Linked DNA regions of Hordeum vulgare: all the other regions are linked to region 1. A link is a contact called in public Hi-C data. All regions are on one chromosome and are shown on one strand. Each heading gives the region's core, a stretch centred on a gene start, on an enhancer-like site or on the middle of the called end of the contact. The rest is flanking DNA. Distances are from core to core; before and after follow the strand shown.

Evidence for each region. A called contact is a pair of places that touch in the nucleus more often than the background predicts.
Region 2: a contact with region 1 is called in a Hi-C map of leaf, with 2.9 times the contacts expected there. The contact joins the promoter of LOC123443499 here to the enhancer-like site in region 1. A contact is called at or near these places in 4 of 6 Hi-C or Micro-C datasets (leaf and seedling).
Region 3: a Hi-C map of leaf shows a contact between it and region 1, with 2.2 times the contacts expected there. The contact joins two enhancer-like sites. A contact is called at or near these places in 2 of 6 Hi-C or Micro-C datasets (leaf and seedling).

What each region holds. Positions count from the first base shown.
Region 1 is chr3H:195,534,823-195,538,827 of MorexV3_pseudomolecules_assembly, forward strand. No RefSeq gene overlaps it. Among protein-coding and RNA genes, the nearest start is that of LOC123439782, 73 kb to the left of the region's middle. Within about 2 kb of position 2,014, at least 3 of the 3 cell types and tissues checked have open chromatin away from gene starts, as enhancers often do. A contact at or near this core is called in leaf and seedling, where this site is marked.
Region 2 is chr3H:196,410,119-196,414,123 of MorexV3_pseudomolecules_assembly, forward strand. It overlaps LOC123443499, which reads left to right and starts at 2,218. Exons shown (of 4, transcript XM_045119884.1): 1 at 2,218-2,489; 2 at 2,567-2,704; 3 at 3,082-3,337. The coding sequence starts at 2,415.
Region 3 is chr3H:196,280,516-196,284,520 of MorexV3_pseudomolecules_assembly, forward strand. No RefSeq gene overlaps it. Among protein-coding and RNA genes, the nearest start is that of LOC123443498, 60 kb to the left of the region's middle. Within about 2 kb of position 2,261, at least 3 of the 3 cell types and tissues checked have open chromatin away from gene starts, as enhancers often do. A contact at or near this core is called in leaf and seedling, where this site is marked.

The DNA.
Region 1 (4,005 bases), core at 764-3,263:
TTATTGTCAGTTAGGCTTATCAGTTGTGACCAATTGGCCACGTTTAATTGTTCTCTTTTTTGTTCTACCCACTAATCATACGTGATTACCATACTACGTTGGACACATATATCTTCATCGGATTCCTTGATCCGGGGGCGGATCATGGATCCTGGCTGCAGATCTACATATGCAGCCCAACCAAACATTGTGATTGTGTTGGACAACATCACAATGGAATCGCTCTCTGTCTCTACGCACATGTGTTCTACTCCCCCCTTCTTAAATATAAATCTTTTTAGAGATTTTAATAAGGACTACGTACGATGCAAAATAAGTGAAACTATATTTTAAAATATATCTATATACATCCGTATCTAATTCCTTAGTAAAATTTTATAAAAAACTTGTATTTAAAAACGGAGGAAGTACATCACAAGTATGATCCCTCATTGATAGCCTTCTCCAATCAAACCATGCATGCGCAGGCGCCTAACCAGAAACCATACAGTATGACAGTCACAGTATGTCAATATCACTATGTAGGGTGTAGCAATGAGCCAATGACATATGGAAAGGACAGAAATGCATTGCATCCACGAGGGCCTGCAATCAGAGTATCAGACGACTGCCTAATCCGACCTTTAACGATAAAACAATCGTATATTTCGGGATAAATCAGCGGCATCTTGGACTGGTATCGTCTCATACGCATCGCCACGACCGACGGACACAGCATTACAGCGCTGCGCACAGCCCAGCATTAGTGAGTCTACAGGTGCCGTCGCACATGCACGCACGAACAGCTAGCAGATAGGAGTAGGACACATATGGGAATGCTGCCGTGCCGTGCCGTGCCGTCCTAGGGTCCAACGAACTTTGCATGTGTTGTTCAACTTTTTCAGGAACAAGCTAAGCTCTGTCTAATATGATGATGCATGGACCCAACACAACAGCTGGCGCAACTTGTCTTAACTATGTATATTTAACAGGAAGCGCTGTCCGCTTGAATGCGGTGATGGTAGGAGTGACCAATTAGTCAAACGAGTCAAGTTAGATTGACGTACTCCTTGACCTCCGACGCCTGAGAGCTTAAACTAGCCGTGCTTTCACGTGGGGAAGATATTCTATTCTCGCGTAGTAGCATGCCTGACCATGGTACACTTGGATTATCTTCAGACCGACCCTGGTACGCGAGTGAGTTTACCCTACCGAAATCACCAATTTTGACACCAAATCCAGATGGAAACGGCGAATCCCCAAGGAACGACACATCCCGTCGGCGCTCTGGATCGGATGGATGCCAGGCGCAAATTCTGCTTGGCTTTGCGGCTTGGGGGCACGGAACCCGGCAATCATCGTACCAACTGCCCCCACACGGACACGGCAACCGAAAAGCGCGGGGGAGCACCGGAGCCTTGATTGTTTTTTTTTTTTTTTTTTTTGCTTTCTTTCGCCCTTATAAACGGGCACTCGGCCATCCATGATTAAGCAAACCACTAGCACATGACACAAGGGCAGAGAAAGGGAGGAAGAACACACCAAGCCACGGCGGGAAACAGTACACCACGGTATTCAGGGCCCGTGATTCCTGCGGTTCTAGGGGCGCCTCCGCGCGCAAAATGGGAAACAACACGATCTGCAAATTTTGCTCGCCGGGGATGAAGCAGGGAAATACGCTAGCCCACGCGGCGTACGTGGGTGAGGATGTCGGTCGGTAGAAACGGTAAAGAAACCGCATCTAGGCGGAATGTTGTTGCCGCCCACCTGTCTAGGTTGGGAAAGGATTGCCTGGGCTTTGGATTAGGCTTGGACGGCGGTCAAGGGCTAAAGCCTGACGCCCCACGTCGTGCGCCTGCAGCAGGGTACAAAAAAACATATACTACGATTCAAAATAAGGGAGTACAAAAACCTTCTTAAACTAGAAGTGGTAATGTAATCATGTACTACTGGTACTAGTTAATTACTCTACAGTTTGGGAAAGGACACTGCATTCGCAGCGGTGAACATGGCAAAAGGCCCTTTCAGCACATGCGCCGGGGCCCACATGCCTGTCTAGTGTACTGTAGTACTGTGCTCCCATGCCTTGCATCCATCCTCCTCCCGTGGGCCTCTCCTCTCCATCACGCTGGAAGTGATCACGCACACGCAGCTGCGTCTGTGTGTGAACTGGTCTCTGGTTGACACGAGTTCGCTGCGGCCATGAACCCATGTCTGTGCTTTGCCTCAAGGCGCTCACCACAACTTTAGAGCAACTCCAACCGATCCAAACGAAAGGTGATTTCGTTCGCTTTTCGTTTGATTGCCTCGCGTATCCGTTCCGGTTATGATTTGGGATGACAGCGCGTCTAACGTGTCGATCCATATTTGTCCGTCTGGTCGGCTAGCCGCCGGTTTTTGAACAAATACAGATATTTTTCATATTTTGCAACAACAAATGATATATCGTAGTTTCACAATTAAAAATAAAATATAGCAAAGTTTTACAAGCCCAATAAAAATTAAATTGTCTACAAAATACACCTATTAATTGCCAACATGATTTCATATATGCTCAACCAAATCATCTTGTAACTAAATATGGGTTTTCAAATCACGCATTTCATGAAGAAACTCGGTGAACCGTGCAAACGATACCGCTTCTCCGCCATGCTGAGGCACCACATTGTCACCCTGAAATTCAAACCCTTGACCGTGTAGACATTCCGGGCGCTCATCCTCTACTATTATATTGTGCATGATCACACAAGCAGTCATCACTTCCCATAACTTTTTGGTGCTCCAAGTTCTAGCATGATACCGAACTATGCCCATCGAGATTGCGGAACACCAAAGGCACGCTCGACATCCTTCCTAGCACTCTCTTGCTCTTGGGCAAATCTTTTCCTCTTCTCTCCGACAAGGTTGGAGATTGTTTTCACAATAGCGGTCCACTGTGGATAGACTCTGTCAGCTAGATAGTATCCTTTGTTGTAGTTGTGACCATTGATGTTAACATTGACTGGCGGACTGTTGCCTTCGGCAAGCCTTATAAACACCGGCGATCGTTGAAGCACGTTGATATCATTGAGCAATCCGGCCATGCCAAAGAAAGAATGCCAGATCCAGAGATCTTGAGAGGCCACGGCCTCAAGTATGACGGTGCAAGCCTTGGCATGGTCCTTGTGCTGGCCTTGCCAAGCAGAAGAGCAATTATTACGTATCCAGTGCATGCAGTCTATGCTGCCAAGCATTCATGGGAAGCCCCCGCTGGCATTAGTCGTCAACAAGCGGGCTATGTCTGCATCAGTCGGCTCTCTCAAATACTTGGGGCCAAACACTGCAATCATAGCCTTGTAGAATTTGTATAATGACTCTAGGCATGTAGACTCACTCATACGGACGTACTCATCGATAAGATCACCGTGTACTCCATAAGAAAGCATCTCGATGTGAGCAGTGCATTTCTAATAAGACGAGAAGCCAATCCTTTTAATGGCATCCTCTTTGCACTCGAAGTAGTTATCGTATCCAACCACCCCCTCTCGAATCCGGTTGAAAACATGCCTAGCCATACGGAAACGACGCCTGAATTTCTGATGTTTGCAGAGCAGATTGCTTGTGTCAAAGTAGTCCTTCCATAGAAGGAAATGGTCTCTCTCTCGGTTGCGATTCAACATCGGAACATGCCTCGAAATCGAGCCCCGGAACAGCGACCGCTGCCTATTAATGTGATCATGGACCAACACGGAAGCAACATCTCCTCATCGTTGGATGAGGGATCGTCAGAGTCACACAGAACATTATGGAAAAAGAACTCGTCGGCGCAATCCATTTTTTACCTTAAGGAAAACCGTCGAACAGCTTCCGAGCGTGGCCGACGGAGCTTACTGACGACGGCAGGTTGGGGTCGAGGAAGCTGCGGTCCCCCGAGGGTGATGCGGCCGGTGGCGTGGGCTAGGCGCTGCGGTACGGGAGGAGGTAGCCGTAACTAGGCGGTGACGAGGGGGCTGAGGGCGAGGCGAGGCGAGGGCTAGATGGAGGTGG
Region 2 (4,005 bases), core at 968-3,467, 880 kb after region 1:
GGTTGTGAACCTTGATGGAAGTCAGTGTCAATCAAGATCGGTCGGTGATCCAACTTGTTAAAAGGTTCATTTGAAACACCATATATTGGAAACATATCTGCCCAAGTGCTACTCGAAACAGCTCTGTCAAGCTGTTCTCGTATTTGACCTCTTCGCGAGCTGAAAATGTCCCCCGAATAGCCAAGGTCATCAAGCCTGCAGTCGCTCAGCGCACTGCTAAAAGCATGCATACAACGTTGGGGGCGTGCCTGCCCCCCTTCTTTCTCATGAGCATGTAATATTTCATTAAAGTCCCCTGCCACTAACCATTGCAGACCAGTCATTGCGTGAAGTTCACGCAAATACTCCCACGACAAGTGTTTCCAGTTGCTACCTGGCTCGCCATAGAATCTAGTGAACCGCCATCCTGCAGGTGTTTCCTCCTTGATGCGTATGTCTATGAAGTTTGCCCGAGCTTCCCAAGATGAGACTCCCATGCTGGTTTGCCAAAGCATGATCGGTCCTCCACTTCTGTCGTCACTTTCCCACACTTCCATCTCATCAAACCCCAATCTCCTCCTTAGTTTTCCTGCCTTAGCCTTGTCCAGATGTGTTTCAGATAGGAACAACACATCTGACTTTATTCGCTCTTGGATCCCCAAGAGCGCCCGAACTGCCGCAGGTTTACGCATCCCACGGTAGTTCCATACAAGGATTTTCATTGCGACCGGTCGAGCCCCTTCTCGGAGCTCGCCGATAAATTGTGGCTGGCATCCATCACAACCGAGTTGTCCTTCCTTAACCTCTTCGAATCATGCGATGAAGTGTCACCATCCTCATCTTCCTTCTATGTGATCAATTCCATCTGCGAGTGAACCACCACCGCATTTGACATAGCGACCGGGGGCTCCTGTGCTTGGGCTGACAGCCCCGCTTCGGTAGCTGCAGGGTTCGTGCTCTTCTCCTCAAAGGTAAGACTTTTTCGCCCAGAAAATTTATCTCCTACCTCCCCCCAATAGGTTTCACAGGGCTATTGCTAGTGTCATTCAGATCATCATCATCATCCGAGCCATTGTTTCTTCCCCGACCACCCGTGTTAGCCCTGTCCTTCTGCCTACCCTTCAAGCTTTGACCTGTTTGCCTCCTTACTCCTGGCCGAGCTGCAAGTATGAACTCACCCTACTCCATGTTCTGCGGGTCATGCTTTCCATTACCATGCTCGAGGTATGTATGTCCCATATGGCCACACACATAGCAGAACACCGGCATCTTCTTGTATAGAACCGAGTAATACACCTTCTTTTTATCCTTCGTGATAGAGACATATCTCATCAGTGACTCATGGATGTCAAGCTTAACTCTGATCCTCACAATCCTTCCATCACCCCACCTGGGGTTTAGCATTACCTTCTCCACCGTTCCAACTTTCTTTGTCAATGATTGAACCACGTGTTCCTTCCCGAAGAGTGGAGGAAGATCAACAATCTGGATCCAGACTGCAAGTTTATCCAGCACCACTTCATCGTATCTGGTGTATCCATCATACTTCTCAATTAGCACTCCATGATCACGAAACAGCCAAGGACCCTCTTCCAATCCCCCAGGCAGTTTACTATCAGGGAGAATAGGTTTTCGCCCAACGGTTTGAAGGTTACTCCGTGCGCTAGGCTCCACACAAGTCTCATCGTCTCGTAGAACAAACCCCTACTAAAAGGCTTGTTCGTATGCACCATCGCCAGCGCCATGAACTTCGCTTCCTCGATCTCATGTGGGAACTCCTGATTAAAGATCAGATCGTCCTCCTCCCGCTCCTGAAGATTGAGTTTCTCGATCATCTCCTCAACTCCGATTGGCTTTCCTCCGGAGGCTGCGCTTCCTGCTGACGGTTGCGATCCCGATCCCGTCATGGCCAAAACCTAGCAAGCTACGTATTCCAGCCGCCAAAACCCTAGCAACCCGCAAAAGGAACCAAGGTCGGGTAGAGTTCGGGATCGAGAACCTAGTCGAGAAGGAGTAGGATTGGTGGTAGAGTTCGGATCAGCCTTGCAGTGTCGCCACGAGAGGTATCTAAAACCCGAGGGGAAAACCCGTTTTAGATGCTCTTTTTTTTTAAGGCGGTTTTAGACGCTCTTACGTACACGTATAAAGCGTTTTTTGTTTTTGTTTTGAGAAACGCTTACGTTTTCTTCGGTGGGCTCTGAAAGAGCACGTAAAAAACAACAGTACGAGCCCACCCTACTGGAAAAAAGCCCATACACTCGACCTTCTCCCCTTCACATTTCCACCTGATCTCGCCGCCGCGACGCACCACCGCCGGCGCTGACCTGCCCTTCCCAACATCCGCCTGCTCGAAGTGCGTCCTGTTTTTGCTTTTATTTCGAGCGTCTCCTCCGTGCTCAGCGGGCTACCGCCCTGCAGCAGATCCCGCGACCCCGATGCCTACTCAGGCCGCCCCGACGCCTCCTCCCGCCGAACCGCTGCCAAGTTCGTCAGATTCTACCTCCCCTACGGTTCGCGACCTGTCCCCTGCTGCTTATGGTTTAGAGTTATTTATTTTTCTGACGTGCTTTGAGTGGGGATGACCCAGGAGGACGCTGAGGCGGATGCGGAAGGCACGCCGTCGAGGTCTGGGCCAGTGGGGACAGTAAGCTGGGGAACTGGGACCCTCGTAGGCGTATTCACCGGTCTTCTCTACGGCGGGGCCAAGGAGGCCAACGCCAACGTCGTAAGCTACCGCCCCACTTCATTATTACATCTTCCTTTCTGTTACTGCCTCGTATGTAACCTTTGTGGATGTAAAAATGGAGCTGATTAGTGATAATAATCAGTACACATATATAGGAACTAGAGTTCTAGCATAATTTTGTAAATTTACAAAATACAGACTACCTTATGCAACAGTATTGAATTAGAACATATATATAGGAAATTACTCGTTACCTACTTAGGATTTGGTATCCCAAAAATTTGATTAGATATTTACCCCTTTCTTTCTTTCTTTTTGCTGAGGATGATATTTCACTCCTTTCCCTCTAAATGTTAGCATGCTTTAGGCCAAAAGAATGACTTATGTGAAAACTACATTCGTATCCTATTTTACAGAGCAAAGATGCTGAAGTGATGTTGAAGATGGGGAGCACCACAGACAAGCGCGAACAGTATAGGTTGATGAGAGATGCCATGGAGAAAAGGTTCATCCGGGTTGCCAAAGGCTCACTAGTTGGTGGTGCTCGCCTTGGGATGTTCACTGCAACTTTCTTTGGCATACAGAACCTTCTTATTGAGAACCGTGGGGTACATGATGTGTTCAATATTGCTGGAGCTGGCTCGGCTACTGCAGCCGCTTTTGGGCTTATATGTATGTATCTCACCATTTTTTATCTTGGATTTTAGTTGCATTTGGTTAAAACATCTCATTGGTCACCAAAAAACATTTACCTATTATTGTATACTAAGGTATAACATGAAAAGCTTATGAAATATACTATAAACTGATTAAAATGGAATATAGAACAGCACCGCATTCATAGTTAGAAGTTAACCAGACATACCCTCAGTGTGTTGCTATGGCTAACCCTGGTTTGTAACTACTACTCTTTGTTAAATACTCCCTCCGTCCCAAAATTCTTGTCTTAAGTTTGTCTAGAAATGGATGTATGTATACATCCATTTCTAGACAAACTTAAGACAAGAATTTTGGGACGGAGGGAGTATTCTGTTGTTGGCAATGATTATACTATTAGTTATCACAGGCTATTTAGTTAACTGTAAGGTTGGCTGCCTCTAGAGGCCTTCTATGGCTATGTAACCCCTAACATTTGATGATTGCAGTATCGGGTATATGGTTTGATGGAATTGGCCTGCCAAGATACGTCTAATGGAATTTTTGCATCAATCAAGATACTTGAAATTTTTTTATTACTTGTGGAGGAAGAATACATATCATAATGTTTGCCTAAATATCTTGATGATTCTTGATATCCATATTGTTTTCCTTAATCAGCATATATCTTCAGAAACTGTAAA
Region 3 (4,005 bases), core at 1,011-3,510, 750 kb after region 1:
AGATTCGGGAAACTTCTATGTCAGCACATGACTAGCGGTATTTATCATACCAGAGGTAAGTACCCGAACATCACCTTTCCCATGATGATACTAGCAAAGAGTCCACTCATTGGTCACAGTCCCTCATGTTGTACCTCACGTGTATCATCCATGATGGCACGCAACGGTGTACCCAGTGTCTATAGAAACAGCCCATGGTCGCCCTTTATGCTGCCATGACCCCGTCTCGAGGGTGACCACGTCACTCCTTCCACTTGTAATGTGGGATCTCAACTAGCACAAGCCATAGTAACCAGCAAAGCCCCGTCGCATAAGGAGTATTGTGGTTGTACATGTAAGGTTGGGACGGTCGACAAATCTTAAATCTAATCCGAGTTTCTTTAGAAAACCACTCACACAACTGGCCTCTGTATACCACTCCCACATCAGGTGGTTACCTAGCTCAACACATCACCCTCGGGCATTAGTGGAACCCGACATGGTTTTCGCAAAACATTTGAAATCACCTCTTTTTACCGTCTCCATGAATGTACCCAATCCCATGCGTAGCACTACCAGCAACCTAACTACTTCCCACCCGCACAACCCTCATAGGAAGGTAGGGTCATTCCCACGTGCAAGTAGCAACGAGGAGCTTCCGGAGACAACCCACTAAGGTGGTCACCGACTCAACATGATTCAATGCATCAAAACAACGTACTAAATGACATCAATAAAAGGAGTTTCTCAGACATAGTCAAAGGGATGCTTGCCTGGTTTAGCAAAGTCTTTGAGGTCTTCATGAGCTCCTTGTGTACTCCGAGCAGCTCGTTTATTTCGTCAACTATCGTCAGAAACAACCACGATAAGCCACGTCGCAAGCAAAAACACAAATTGTTCAATAAATAGGAGTCTTATTTTTCTTGGACATCTCTGGTCATAAGAAAAATCTCTAAAGCTTTTTTTGAGAGATTTGGACAACTAGAGAATTTTGAATGGTGGAAAAGGAGGGAATGGGTGATCCTACGAGAAGTCTACATATTTTTTTAATAAAAAGGGTGGATGTGCCTATCAATTAGGGAATGATTTTAAAAACAGGTAGGAAGTGGTTTCATAGGATTTGGAGTTGGTATGAATTACCTATGAATTTACTAATGTTGATTAAATGGAAATAGGTGCTATGAATTTGGCCTAGAGAAACAATGTATGAGGAAAATGTTCCCCTAGGCTCGAAAAATAGAGAATGATTTTAGAGTCATCTAGAAATTGGAATCACACCATTTGGAGTTGATTTGCATGTTATACGAATTTTGCAAGGAGGGGTTTGAATAGATAAAATTCAATTTTGGTTTTAATCCCTACAGGAAAGGTATGTGGAAAATGTGCAATGCGCATATTTGGATAGGTAGTGATTTTAGAAACTCCTAGAAATTTGAATATGTTGATTTGGAGCTCATATGATTTAATTATGAATTATATGAGCTTTAAAAAGAAAAAGAGGAAAGGGGGTTATACCAGAGAGGCTATAATGCGCCCAGGGCGCGTGTTAATCAGATGGGCCGGCCGAGCGGCTTGGCCACCCGGGCAGACCAGCCTTGTCGAAGGCGCTTCCATGGGATGCGATTCTCCAGTGGGGAGGCAGGACACGCGATGGGGTGCCTCCACTTACTCGGGGCGGGGCCACCCGTCGGTGCCTCGGCCTCTGGCCGACAGGCGGGGCCCGCCCGCCCCTTTCTCTCTCTCCTCTTACCCCTTCTTCTACCTCACGTCACGGGCATAGAGGGCCATCGGCCGTCGCTGTTCTGGCCACCCCGCTGTGGCGGGCGCTGAGTCGATGGTCCGGGCGGATGCCCCAATCCATGCCGCGACCGGGGATGGTCGTGTGAGCCACAGAGACGCCCAAAGTGAGGGGGCCAACATCAGGGGCGGACGGCGATGCTGACGTCTCGTGGGGGCACGGTTCAGTCACGGGAATGGAGCCTTAGTGATTCCGGGAGCTTCCCCTGCTGACGGCGTCCCTCTGGAGCTCTCAGTCGAGGTGAGGGAGGGTCGGTTGGCTCGGATGCGAGGGTGGCCGCGTCGACACCATGGCGGCCGCAGGAAGAGGGAGATGGCTCGGGGGCTCACAGTGGAGGCCCGAGAGGTCTACTGGAGGGAGGGTTGAGCGCAGGGGCAGCAAGGGGGGTCGAGGGCGAGGTAATTGAGGGGGGAGGCAAGATGGAGCTCGGTGGACTTAGATGCTCTGTGTGCGGCGGGAGCATGCGTGTCTGAGATGCTTGGAGCCTAGCTGGCGTCATGGAGGGGGACAAGGATGGAGATAGGGATTCACTGGCGCGCTGGGGCACTTTACCACTGTGCGACAAGAGTTGCAGGACGAGGACAAGGCGCAGAGCTACGTTTCTGCAAGTCAGTGGCATGGCCACCACGCCAGTGTGTGTCCAGGACCACCATGTGGTCACGCCACGTTGTCAAACATGCAAGGCATGCTTTCTAGAGAGTGATGGAGGAGTTTGGTCTTAGATGGTGCAGTGTAGGTGGGGTTTCATCTCTATTTAAGTTTGCAGCAACAAACGTCGGGCTAGCATAAAGTGTTTTAGTGTGAGGCATTTGAAATGAAACATTGTCTAGTAGTTATAGGCCTGGAGAAACTACAAGACTACCAAGTTTCAGTTCAGGGAGAGGAGTACAACTAGCACTTGTAGTTCAAGGCTTCATTTGTTCCAAAAATCAAGTTTTAGAAGGGCTGCTCATATTTTCCACATGAGCATGCCATATATTTCTTTGAAATGGTGCATTAGCACACTAGAGGTATTTGAAAAGCCTCTGGGGCATTTGCGTGATCACAATAAATGGAGGAGGGGTAAAAGAGGTGTTGCCCTCGTGAAAAGGAGAGAGAAAGAGAGGGAGTTACAATCCAATAATTTATCGGAGGCCTTGGAAAAGTTACTCGACGTGGTAGAGGTCTAGCAAAAGTTGTTTAAAAAAATTTGAGCTCATGGAGAATAGTAGAAGGGGTCATAGCAACAAATTTGATAAGTGAGTAGAAGGTGTTTGATGGGTGTTAGGGCTAGCAAATGGATTCCACCTTCTATCAAACATAACAAGATCACATGATAGGTGAAAATGAAATTGGATACCACATTTGGGATTTGTTGGAGAAAGTTTCCAATGTAGACTTGAAAAACCCAAGAAATGGGTGGAAATGGTTTTCTGAAGATAAACTCATGTCAATTAATTCCCACTAATGCACCACTAGGTGTGGTGGTATTATTTCAGTATTAGAGCATGCCCAAAAAGTTTGGGATCAATTGGAGAAACTTTATAATGTAAAGTTTCCAAATTCAAGAAATCAGCAGTAGTGGTTTTGAGGGGCTTGGGACAAGTTAATTTGATCCCCTTGATGCACCACCTAGTGTGGATGCATTATTATGGTATGAGAACATGTCCAAAAAATTTGAACACATTTGGAGATACTTGACAATGTAGAGTTGCTCAAACTTGGTTCTGGACAGACAAGGTTTTGGATTATTGAGGTGAACCAAATCATCTTAGACACAGATGGAACTTGGCAAGATCATCACATATATCATGTGTGACTTGCTATAGTTTTCCTAGAATTTTTTGAGAATATTTCTTGTAGAAATATTTCAAAAGATTGAAATACGAAGAAAGGGTCTTGAAGGGTTTTGTCCAATATTTTGACCATGACCATGTGTTGAAACTCTTATATATAGAATATATATGCCCACTGAGTTTCCCTAATTTTTCTCAAATATTTTAGAAGCAAGAGAAATAGTTCCCTTCATAAAAGACCATTCCTAGCCTCAGGAAAAGGTATTTAAATAAATTAGTAAAATAACTTTTAAAATGATATTTTTGTGGTTTTGGGAAGTCTTATTGATAATAGAGTTTAAATAAAACATTTGGGGCAAAACTTCTCCCTTAATCTGAGGACTTGTAGTACAAATCTCACTTAAAAGGGTTTTGAAAAGCTAAACCAAATAAATGCTTTTGGTTAAAAATATA